Regions from separate parts of the Mus musculus genome. Here region 1 is linked to region 2. Evidence: chromatin contacts called from public promoter capture Hi-C data. All regions are on one chromosome and are shown on one strand. The core of a region is the stretch at or near the end of the contact, and the rest is flanking DNA. Distances in the headings are between cores, read along the strand shown. Region 1 holds the start of Cyp51 (cytochrome P450, family 51). Region 2 holds the start of Lrrd1 (leucine rich repeats and death domain containing 1).

Region 1 (5,337 bases), core at 1,783-4,282, 260 kb before region 2:
CAGATGAACTTCAAAAAGAACAGGTCTACATAAAACTAATGTACAAAAAATAAACAAAAGAAAACTGAAAATATTCCTCGAAGAGAGACATGCACAAAAGACCAAAATTATTCATCGAAGACAGACAACTTCAAACTCATAGTCATGAAAGTTGGCCAGCTCTATGGATTGCATTATCTCACTGCTAATAGTCCTTCTTTCTAATACAGTCTGACATGTCAGATTATCTCTTTGAGACAGAATCTCACTTTCTCATACAGGTTGGTCTAGACTCCCTTTGTAGACTAGACTGGCCTCAACCTCCTGGTAATCTTCCTGTTGCAGTATCCTTATTATTAAGGTGATGTAACCTCCAACAAGCCTGAAACAGGCTGAGCCAGACCTCGACTTTGTTGCCACTAAGGAGATTACCTAGGGTGGAGCCTGCCTCCCTAGATCACTCTATTGTTCAGCCACTGTCCCTGCTGCTACCTGCTGGGAATCGGCCAAGCTATTCCGGAGACTACATCCTACCCTTCACGTGGTCATCTGCAGCTGGGCTCCAAGGATGAATTGGCGGGAATGGGCCTCCCCTCTCCTTTATAAAGTGTGTCCGCCATTAAACATTTGAACCTTGAACAGACTAGCATGTCTTGGTTCCATTATTTCTCTACCCGCCTAGGTTCCCTCTTTTCTTCCAGCTCCAGGTTGCCTCCCAGGCTCGAACCCAGACATGAGAGCTACAGGCCAGCCCCAACAAGGTGATAGTTATGAAATATTACAGCCAGCAAGTTTTTAAACTTTTTTTGATGATTACCATTATTTCTGACAACTTGCCATGATTTCTTTACATTATATCCAGTGTGTCAAGACTTTTAGACTTGTATAAAGACTTGTTTTACACATTTTTATTTTCTAACATTGAGTCTACAAAAATGCATTACAAGTAACTTTTGTTTGTAAACATTGTGTACTGAAACTTTGTCAGTACATACAAAAATACTCTTTGGGATCTTGGCTCTTTGGACCACATGGTAATCTGTAACTCATAACAATTTTGTTTAGTCTCATTAACTTGGGTTGTCATGGTATTTCAGGTTGTAGTTATAAAGCCAGCTACAGATAATTACCAATCGTGGTGATATACATTCATAGATTCATTTTGACAGGGTATTTGACATAGATCATTACTATGTAGACTTGGCTGTCCTTGAACTCACTATGTAGACCAGGGTGGCCTCAAACTCGCTGACATCCACATGCCTTTGCCTCCCAGTGTTTGGTATTATAAACTATAGTTCACTTTTTGACTAATCATTGTTTAGAGCAACTGTCATAATTATGCCTGAAAGTTTGTGATTGAAAAAATGTAATTACTATTTTATTGTATAAGATGGTATATGAAATATTGCCATACTTATACATGATACTCAAATTAATCTTCCTTAACTGTTAAGTTTTAGAATTTGGGCTGGCTGTGATGGCATATATCTTGGATCCCACCTATCAATCCAGCTACAGAGGCTTGTGGACCTCTGTGAGAATGAGGTCAGCCTAGTATACATAGAGGTCCAGGCCTGCCAGAACTGTAACTCAAAAACAGATCAACAGCATCATTTTTTTTTAATAACACTGTACCTTTGATCTTTATTTAAGGGTTTTGATCTTTTAGGATTTCCATATTTGAGATTCCTAGTGTGCAATGTTAAGGCCCACTTGCCCACTGACAGATAACATCCTGGTATTCTGGAGTCTGTTGTTCATGTACTTTCACTTCCGTAGACAAGGTTGGTTGCACCAGCTGCACAGGAGGTGCTTGATGATACACAGGCAGGAGATGCATTGACTGGAAGGATGCTTGTCCCCAGTGGACTAAGGCTGGAAGCACCATAGCTTTGTGGGCTTGGCCTCTACAGGCACCTGTCTAATGTAGCTTGAGGCCATTCTTTGGGAATCATGGGTATGGACCTGGCCAGTGTCCATCTTCCTGGCCAGTATTAAATAAAGCTTTCTTTAATTGGATAATTGTGGAACTGGTCTTTCCCCTAGCAATTTTCAAGTTCAACAATGGCCTGAAGTCACTCCAGTAAGTCAAGACGTAGCACACAAGACAGGCTTAGAAATGAGTGAGCAAAATTCCTGTTGTAGATACTACTGCCAGAAATAAAGAGGCTCTTACCTACAGCAGTGACAATAAAAATGGAGTGTTACAAGATTTTGTGACTGATCTGAGGCAGGAGGATATTGGTATACAGCAGTGTCCATCCTATATAGACTTCCTACTAGGCACTTCCTACATAGGCAGGTGGCAGTCACCCTAGGGAAGAGGTAATGAGTGGGCTTCACTGACTGACTACGATAAAATGTGAGCTCTCTAGGTGGAATTATCTAGACGGTGGCTGGACCATCTTACTCATTCCTGGAGGTGCTTGCAGTTTTGCCAATCACTGCACAATCATCTCCAAACTTAGCAAAAAATCTAGCTCTTAACCCTGGTTAAATAAATAAATGTACCTGCCAAAGATCTGGAAGGAGGGTTAATTTGGAAACATGTCATCAGAGGTGCTTTATTTGTAGTGAGATCAGGGTAACTCCTGCTTCAGATCCAGCTATCAGAACAGGAGTTTGGGGACATCTGCCTCAGTTTACTTTATGGCCTGTATTTATTTTAAAAGACTTGTCTTGGTACAGCAGCACACCAAACAACTATCACTTGCTAGCAATGTGGCCCTACACGAACAACCTGTCAAGCAGATTGTACGGGTGATCCGATGGTCTCACCCTCCAGGTTGCATCTGCAGGAGTGTTTTTTTTTTTTTTCCAAGATTCGTGGTGCAGGGCTCACGAAGGGCTGGTCTCACAAAGCCCAGAGGTGACATCTCCGCGAATAGCCGCAGAGGCGGGCGCCCCACGGAGGGGGCGGTGCCCGGGCCGCCAGCTCTGCTGACGCCACATAGGCCGAGATCACCTCAGCAGCGCGTGGTGCAATCACAGAGCGCCTTCGCCTCTGCCGCTGTCCGCCACCAATCTGGTCCTGAGATCCCTCCGCCAGGCTCGTCCGTGCCCGCTGCCGGGGCCGTGCTCGTTAAGCACGCGGGACCTCGTGGTCTGCGGTTCTCGGGGCGCGATCATTTGTGCAGCCATCACTTTCTTCACCGAGTCCAAGTGCCACGGTAGAGCCTGCTTCCTCAGGTCCCCTCGGTGGCGCAAGAATCCCCGCACCTAGACGGAGGCGTGGCCACCAGAAGCCCCGCCCCGTCTGTGACGTCCTGGTGGCGCGCGAGCTGTCTGTGGGCGTGTGAAGGGCCCGGGCCAGACTAAGCCATCAGGCCGGGGCCGCCTCCCGACTTCTATCTGCCGGCTTCTCCTGCTCCATCTTTTCCGAGAAGCGGTGTGCGACCTCGGCCCCCAGCCTACCGGGCGGATCGAAGCGACGGTCGGGATGGTACTTCTGGGCTTGCTGCAGTCAGGCGGCTGGGTGCTCGGACAGGCGATGGAGCAGGTGACAGGAGGCAACTTGCTTTCCACGCTGCTCATCGCCTGCGCCTTCACTCTCAGCCTCGTCTACCTGTTCCGTCTCGCCGTGGGCCACATGGTCCAGCTGCCCGCTGGAGCGGTACGTGCACCTCGGGGTCCTCAGTCTGTGCCCCGGCTAAGCGGGCGGGCTCGGGGGGCGCTAGCGGTGGCGGGCGCGCGGGAGGCTGGGGTGGCGGCTGCAGACGCCCGTGCCTGATCTTTGCTGTTGTGGTGGTCTTTCTGGTCTCCTTGCTGGAACCTGAACTCGGGGGCTGTGCTGGCCGTCGCCGTTTCTGCTGTGATAGCGGCTTTGAACTTCTGGCTAGGATCCTACTTTGCAGCGTTTGTAGTCAGTGATGGATGTGCAGACTGGAGGCCTTGCTGGATGGATTTGGCTGGTCTGATTGCCTTGGCCATCCATGACTCTTAAGTGCAGAGCACTGTACTGACTTTACTGTTGGTTGTCAGAGGTGTTTGGGCTCTTTGTGAGGGCCTTGATGGCAAGTTAAGGGTAGCTGCATCCCCGGTGGCCATCACTCTTGATACTGCCCTGTGTGTTTAGTATACTGTGGGCTATTGGGCATAACGATGATTAATAGCAGTGTCAGGGAAATTGCAGACAGTTCATAAGTGACTTGAGAGTGTGGGAAGCGCTTTCCTGTGATGCTGTTAAAATACTGTTTCTCTAGTTTAGCGCTACACCAAACCACTAATTTCAAGCCTTCCAAATATAGTTCATGAATACCCTTGTAATCAACATTTGGTAGCTTTGAAAACCATCCCTTCGAAACTGACAATGGGATGTAAAAACTTAACCCAGCGTTAAGTTCCAACCAAGTTGCTTTAAAACTAATCTCTGAACCCAAGGGATCGATAGGCAGTTACTATTTCTTACTTTCATTAGATACATTTCAAAAGCTCACTATCATCATCATCATTTCTGAGATATTTATTATATCCCAGGGTGGCTGTAGAACTTGTTATGTAGCCAAGGCTCACCTTGGCATATCTTCCAGCCTTCACCCCTTGAGTGTGCAGTGCCTTCCTGTGTAGTCATTTCTGTTTTGAGTTCTTTTGAGGCTAAACCTTGTCTAACTATACTGTGTGTGTGTGTGTGGTTTTTTTAAACATTATTCTTAAGCAGGCTATCATATGAAACTTTCCTATTAATAAAATGAAAACTAAAATTTTCATTTTCTTTTTGCAGAAAAGTCCACCACATATTTACTCTCCAATTCCATTCCTTGGCCATGCAATAGCATTTGGGAAAAGTCCAATTGAGTTTCTGGAAAATGCATATGAGAAGGTAAGTCTTCGGAACAGACAGAGGCAGAGACTCTAGTGTAGAGAAGTGCTTTTCTTTAAATAGAAAGACATTTGTAAAAAGATTGTGCCCTCCCTGCTTATTGGCAGTATTGAAAACATAAAAGGAAAAGGCCTTGTTGGCTCTTAGCTTCCCAGAGTGTCTGTCCTGGGATATAGTCTCTGAGATGTGAGGAAACCTGTAGTTCTAACAATTACGTTTTTAAAAATAGTCTTACATTTTATTTTCGTGGATTATAGTCAGAGTTGACAGCTAGTTTCTTACTGATATATCTTTGGAATGTTGTGTCTTGTACCCCTGGTTCTGTCCATCCTGTGGGATCTCAGCCTCCACTTGGACGGTGTGGGTACTCAAGTCTTTGCTTCTTCCCTGTGAAAACAGTCCTTTGGCATCAGATCAGCCGTTTGTTCCAAAGACTGGCTCTGGGGTTCTTGTTAATTATTTCACTTCCCAATATTATTTAACTGAACTCTCTTTTGTTTTAATATCGTTTAAAATATTCTTTGAGAGTTTTATAA
Region 2 (5,064 bases), core at 1,642-4,141:
TTCATCCACTGATGGACATGCGCTACGCACACTCCAGTGAAGTCTGCCTGGCAGGCCGAGAGGCCTCGGAGCACTCACGAGGCAAAGAGTTTCACAGAAACTCACCTCCTGGAACTTTGACGTTCTCATAACCCGTAAACTAATACCCTATAATACCCTAATACTTCATATTCGTGGTCATATTCATATAATGTTGTTCATCAATTGTTTATTGTTGAGTAGCATCCTATTGCATATATGGATATACTTGTCTGCTCCTCATCAACTGAAGAAATTTGGGCAGTTATGAGTTAGTCTGGTGTATGGATCCACGTGCTCTCTTTTCGTATTATCTTATTATAAGTGCCTTTTAAGATTGAATTCTGACATAGCTAAGCCTTCGCCAGTGTTCCAATGTCCCAGAAAATACTTGAAGCCGACAAACTTGGAATTCAGTAGGAATTCAGTAAGAAAGTTACCTATTCAGTAACTAATTAAGCATTACAAAGGAGAAATTTACTAACTCATAATCCAGACATATTGCATGGGTGACAATATGGGAAGCTAAAATATTTATATATATATTTTTTAAAAAAGCTTTTTTTTTTTTTTTTTTTTTTTTTTTTGGTAACAAGATTCCACTGGCTAAAGAAGACCCACTCAAACTGGTGCCTTGAGGAGAACTTAACTGAATGATTACAGAGATGGGGGCAGAGTAGGGAAGCCACAAATTCCGAAATCTTTCGTGTCTGCTCTTTAATTGGTTATGTGATCCATGTAGCCCTGTGGATGCTGAGAGATAGGGATGGAGTTTATTTCTCATAGCCTAGCCAAAGGCACCCAACAACTCAGTGGATGGTGCACTCGCCAGTGCTTTCTGCTTGGAATAAGAGCATCTGGAAGTGCTTCCTGCGAGTCCTGTTTCCGTCTATTAATAACACATCTTAATTATTACAACCTTCCAATAAACCTTGTGTCTGATAGGGCAAGTGTGCTCACTCCAACTTTCCTTTCAAAGTGACGGTGATTATTCTCAGGCCTTGACGTTTCCACATGCGTTTTAAAATCAGTGTGTCATGTCTCACAAAACTTCTTGCTTGGATCTCAGTGAGAGTTGACCATATGGGGTTTAAGGCCAGAGTTCAAGAAGTCAGGTGTTTGGTTATCTTTATGCAGAAAAGCTCATCTTCTTTGTGATTTAAATATAATATGAAGATCTACTGGTTTATTTTAAGACTGGAGTTTTCTGTAGCCCAGACTGATGTGAACCCCGGAGCTCTCCTTTCTTAACCCCCTGCCTGGGCAGCTGGGCTTACAGCTTGTATCATCAGATCCCACTTTAATTGGAACCAATTAAAAGTGCTATTATGTATTATGGTATTATGTATGTTTACATTGTGGCACACAGAGAGTTTTTAAGAGCCAAAGCTTTTTAAAAAAACGAGGACTGTAGTGTTTCAGAGTGAGGATAAGTGAGCCCGAGACCAAAGCTTCCTTTCCACTGTCCAAGTTCACATGTCCAAGACTGAATCCATGACTGTGGCCTGGAACTCCAAGAATGCTTTTTCAATCCACATGCATGGTTGAGCCTAAGCCTGAGGTAGCATCTGCCTCCCCTAAATCACAAATGCTATGGACGCTGTAGTATAGAGCAGTGGTCTCACCCTTCCTACTGAGACGCTTTACTATATACAGTTCCTCACGTTGGGGTGATCCCAACTATAAAATTATTTTTGAGGCTACTCATAACTGCAATTTTGCTACTGTTATGAACTGAAATGTAAAAGACTGTTTTCCAATGATCTTAGGTGATCTCTGTAAAAGGTTCATTTGACCCCTAAAGAGATCCCAACACAAAGGCTAAGAATCACTGGTATAGAGGGATAGGACACCCCAAAGGAAAATTAGGTACTGGAAAAGCAAGTATGATGTCTTATACAGCTTCTTAGAAGTAATAGTTGGTGATATTACATGCCTTCTCCCCACAGGGAGAAAGAGATAACATCAAGACCTTAATATATGGTATTTTCCAATATGGTAAACACTAACAACATGTATCTTTTCCAATGAAAAATAAGTGAAATTACAAGGCAGCTCCCTAGTCATAGCCGTATGTATTTCCGGTGACTACGTTACTGAGTAGTGTAGACTGTTAACATCTTCATGGTAGTGAACCAGTGAACTTATTTGAAAACAGGTATCTGAAAAACAAGCTTTACCAGCCTAGCCCTCAAAGTATTCCACTGCCGGAGTTGCTATCAATTACCCAGTGAGATGGCTTGACTGCGAAAGGCGTTTGCTGCCAAGGCTGACAACAGGAGTTTGATGTCTGGGACCCACACGGTGGAAGCAGAAGGTCAAAGAGGACTCCAACAACTTGTCCTCTGACCTCCATATGTGAGTCCTCTTTCCCCGTGCACCCCTTCCCGCGCGCACATGTACTCTGTCCCACAAATGTTGTAAAGGCTGAAATATATAAATAACACTCTAAAAAATGTTTTTGAGAAAAATCTCCGTTCTCATGAGCATTAAGTTCTATTTAAAAACACATTGCCAATTAGATAAGCAAAAACGAAATCAAACTATTTTTTTTTTAAACAAGTATTAGTAGAGTTGAGGATACACGGTAATTTGTTACCTATCTGAACGATGTGGCCATCCAGGTAACTACAAGACTTTTTCAATGCTTCGACCGGTGTAGGGAGAAGAACGCTGAGCGGAGGCTAAAGCAGCCTGGGACAGAATGCAAATGCTAGAAGCGGTGGGCTGGGAGCATGAAGGGAGGGGGATGCGCACCTCTACAGTTGTTGCGAGATGCCCGAGATGCGGGATGCGGAGGCGGGAAAAGAACCTAGCCTGGGCTTAGCAGTCCTTAGATCAGTCCCGTGGAGCCTCTCTGTGGCTCTCCGAAGTGGGCAGGGGGCACGCCCGCGCGCGAATGTCTGTGATTGTGGCGATGGTGGTTGCGCAGGCTCCGTTGTGTCCCGCCTCCCTCTGGCGTTTATGAGCTGGCTTTGGTCGCAAGGGTTGCTTTAGGTGAGCCCTGCTGTCATTCAGCTGCCCAGCAGCCTTCTCTGGCCAGCTGTGGGGCAGTTTGCTGGTTGACTGTCCTCTCCTTAGGAGATCTTGCAGCCTAGCGATTTAGGTAATTTGAGGTGAGCGGCAGGACAGCACACACTTATCTAATAGTTTTCTTTGACTAGACATTAAGTAAATTTGGGTACTTACACATTTCTATTAAGCCCTCCCCCCCCTTAAAAAAGTTTTCAAACTTGTACAAAAACTACTTCTTTTTTAAAAATGTGTTTAAAATTTATGTATAGACTCTGATCCAACTGAATTTTGTCACATGCTATTTCAACCATCAGAGAATATTCTTCCCTTTCCCCCACATTCTTTACATTTCTCCTTTATGTTCCCATGTTTATCCACACCCATCCTTTCATCCAGTAACCGCTATATACCGTCTGCCCTGTGGTTTTATCTTTTCCAGAATGTTCCCTAAAAGGAATGCTAACCTTCTGAGTCTGGCTTATTTCAGTGAACTGGAACTTCATATTCGTGGTCATATTCATATAATGTTCATCAATTGTTTATTGTTGAGTAGCATCCTATTGCATATATGGATATACTTGTCTGCTCACTCATCAACTGAAGAAATTTGGGCAGTTATGAGTAAATACAGTTCACAGTGAAAATGTATCCTTTGAGAAACCCCGTAGAGAGTATACTTCAATCCAATGAAAGCTACATATGACTCATAGTCAATAAAATGCTCAATGGAGAAAAACGTGAGGCAATTCTATTAAAATCAGGGACAATATGAGGCTGGCCATTCTCTACTTCTATTTAAAATAGTGTTCAAGGTACAGCAACATGACAAAGAGAAGGAAATAAAAAAGATAGGACTGGGAAACAAGTCAAGTATCGCTGTCAGTTGGTGATACAATACTACACACAAGAAACCCTAACATATCATCAGGAAACTAGAGCTGATCTAGACTTTCAGCAAAGCAGCAGTATACAAGATTAACATAAAAATCCACTGCATACCAATGGCACACTTAGAGAAATCAGGGAATTGACAACAGTAAACAAACAATCCCAAAACCCATAGGTTCAAAGAAAACAAAGACTGAAAGACATCCCATGCTAATGGATAAGACTTAAAGTTGTGAAAGAAACTATCCTAATAAAAGCAATAGACAGGACCAATGCTATTCCAATCAAAATTCTCATGCCATACTCACAGAAACTGAAAAACAAAAATCTTAACATTGATATAGAAGTACAAAGATCACAGATATCCAAAGCAGTCCTAGGCAAACATAATACAGAAGGCATTACCATACCCAGTGTCTTAGTTATTGTTCTACTACAGTGAAGAGATACCATGATCAAGGCAACTTATGAAAGAAAGCATTAACTGGGGGCTTGCTAACAGTTACAGGGTGTTAGTCTACGACCACTGTGGTAGGAAACAGCAACAGGTGGTCAGACATGGCCACTAGCATGTGCTTACATGATATGTAAGCTGAGAACCTTCCATCTGATTCATTAGCAGGAGGCAGAGAGGGGACTGGGCCTCATACACCTCCTCCAACAAGGATTTATCTCCTAATTCTTCCCAAACAGCCTTACCAACTGGGAATCAAACATTCAAACTTGTGAGTCAAAGGGGCTATTTTCATTCAAACCACCACATCTGGTTTCAAGATATACTGCAGTCACATTAATACAAAATGGCATGGTGCTAGGTGATGGTGACACCTATCTTTAATCCTAGCAGAAAAAGGAAGCTCTCTGAGTTCGAGGCCAGTCTGAGTTCTAGGACATAGAGAAACCCTGTCTTGAAAACCCACACTAAACAAAAGCAAAACCAAAAAAAATTGTGATACTGGCATAAAAATGCATTTAAATCAGCGAAAGAGAAGACCCAGACATAAGTCACGCCATTACAGCCACTTAATTTTTAAAAAAGAAAACGGCATCTTCAATGAATGGCGTTGGGAAAACTGATGTCTACATGCATTAGACGGAAGTGACTTCACTATTTCTAACCCTGCACAAAAAACCCAGCTTCAT

The links. Promoter capture Hi-C pulls out the DNA fragments that hold promoters and counts their contacts.
Region 1: a promoter capture Hi-C map of liver shows a contact between it and region 2, with 4 times the contacts expected there. The contact joins the promoter of Cyp51 here to the promoter of Lrrd1 in region 2. A contact is called at or near these places in 21 of 39 promoter capture datasets (the 3T3-L1 cell line, 3T3-L1-derived adipocytes, the C10 cell line and 13 more), 15 of 115 datasets of contacts at active chromatin or transcription factors (the 230-238 cell line, the SCID.adh cell line, bone marrow-derived macrophages and 4 more) and 3 of 9 other capture datasets (adipose tissue, embryonic stem cells and liver).

The regions. Positions count from the first base shown.
Region 1 is chr5:4,102,392-4,107,728 of GRCm38.p6, reverse strand. Cyp51 (cytochrome P450, family 51) reads left to right here and starts at 3,032. Exons shown (of 10, transcript NM_020010.2): 1 at 3,032-3,595; 2 at 4,703-4,801. The coding sequence starts at 3,422.
Region 2 is chr5:3,843,000-3,848,063 of GRCm38.p6, reverse strand. It overlaps Lrrd1 (leucine rich repeats and death domain containing 1), which reads right to left and starts at 2,891. Exons shown (of 6, transcript NM_172879.3): 1 at 2,618-2,891. Krit1 (KRIT1, ankyrin repeat containing) reads right to left here. Exons shown (of 17, transcript NM_030675.3): 17 at 3,549-5,064.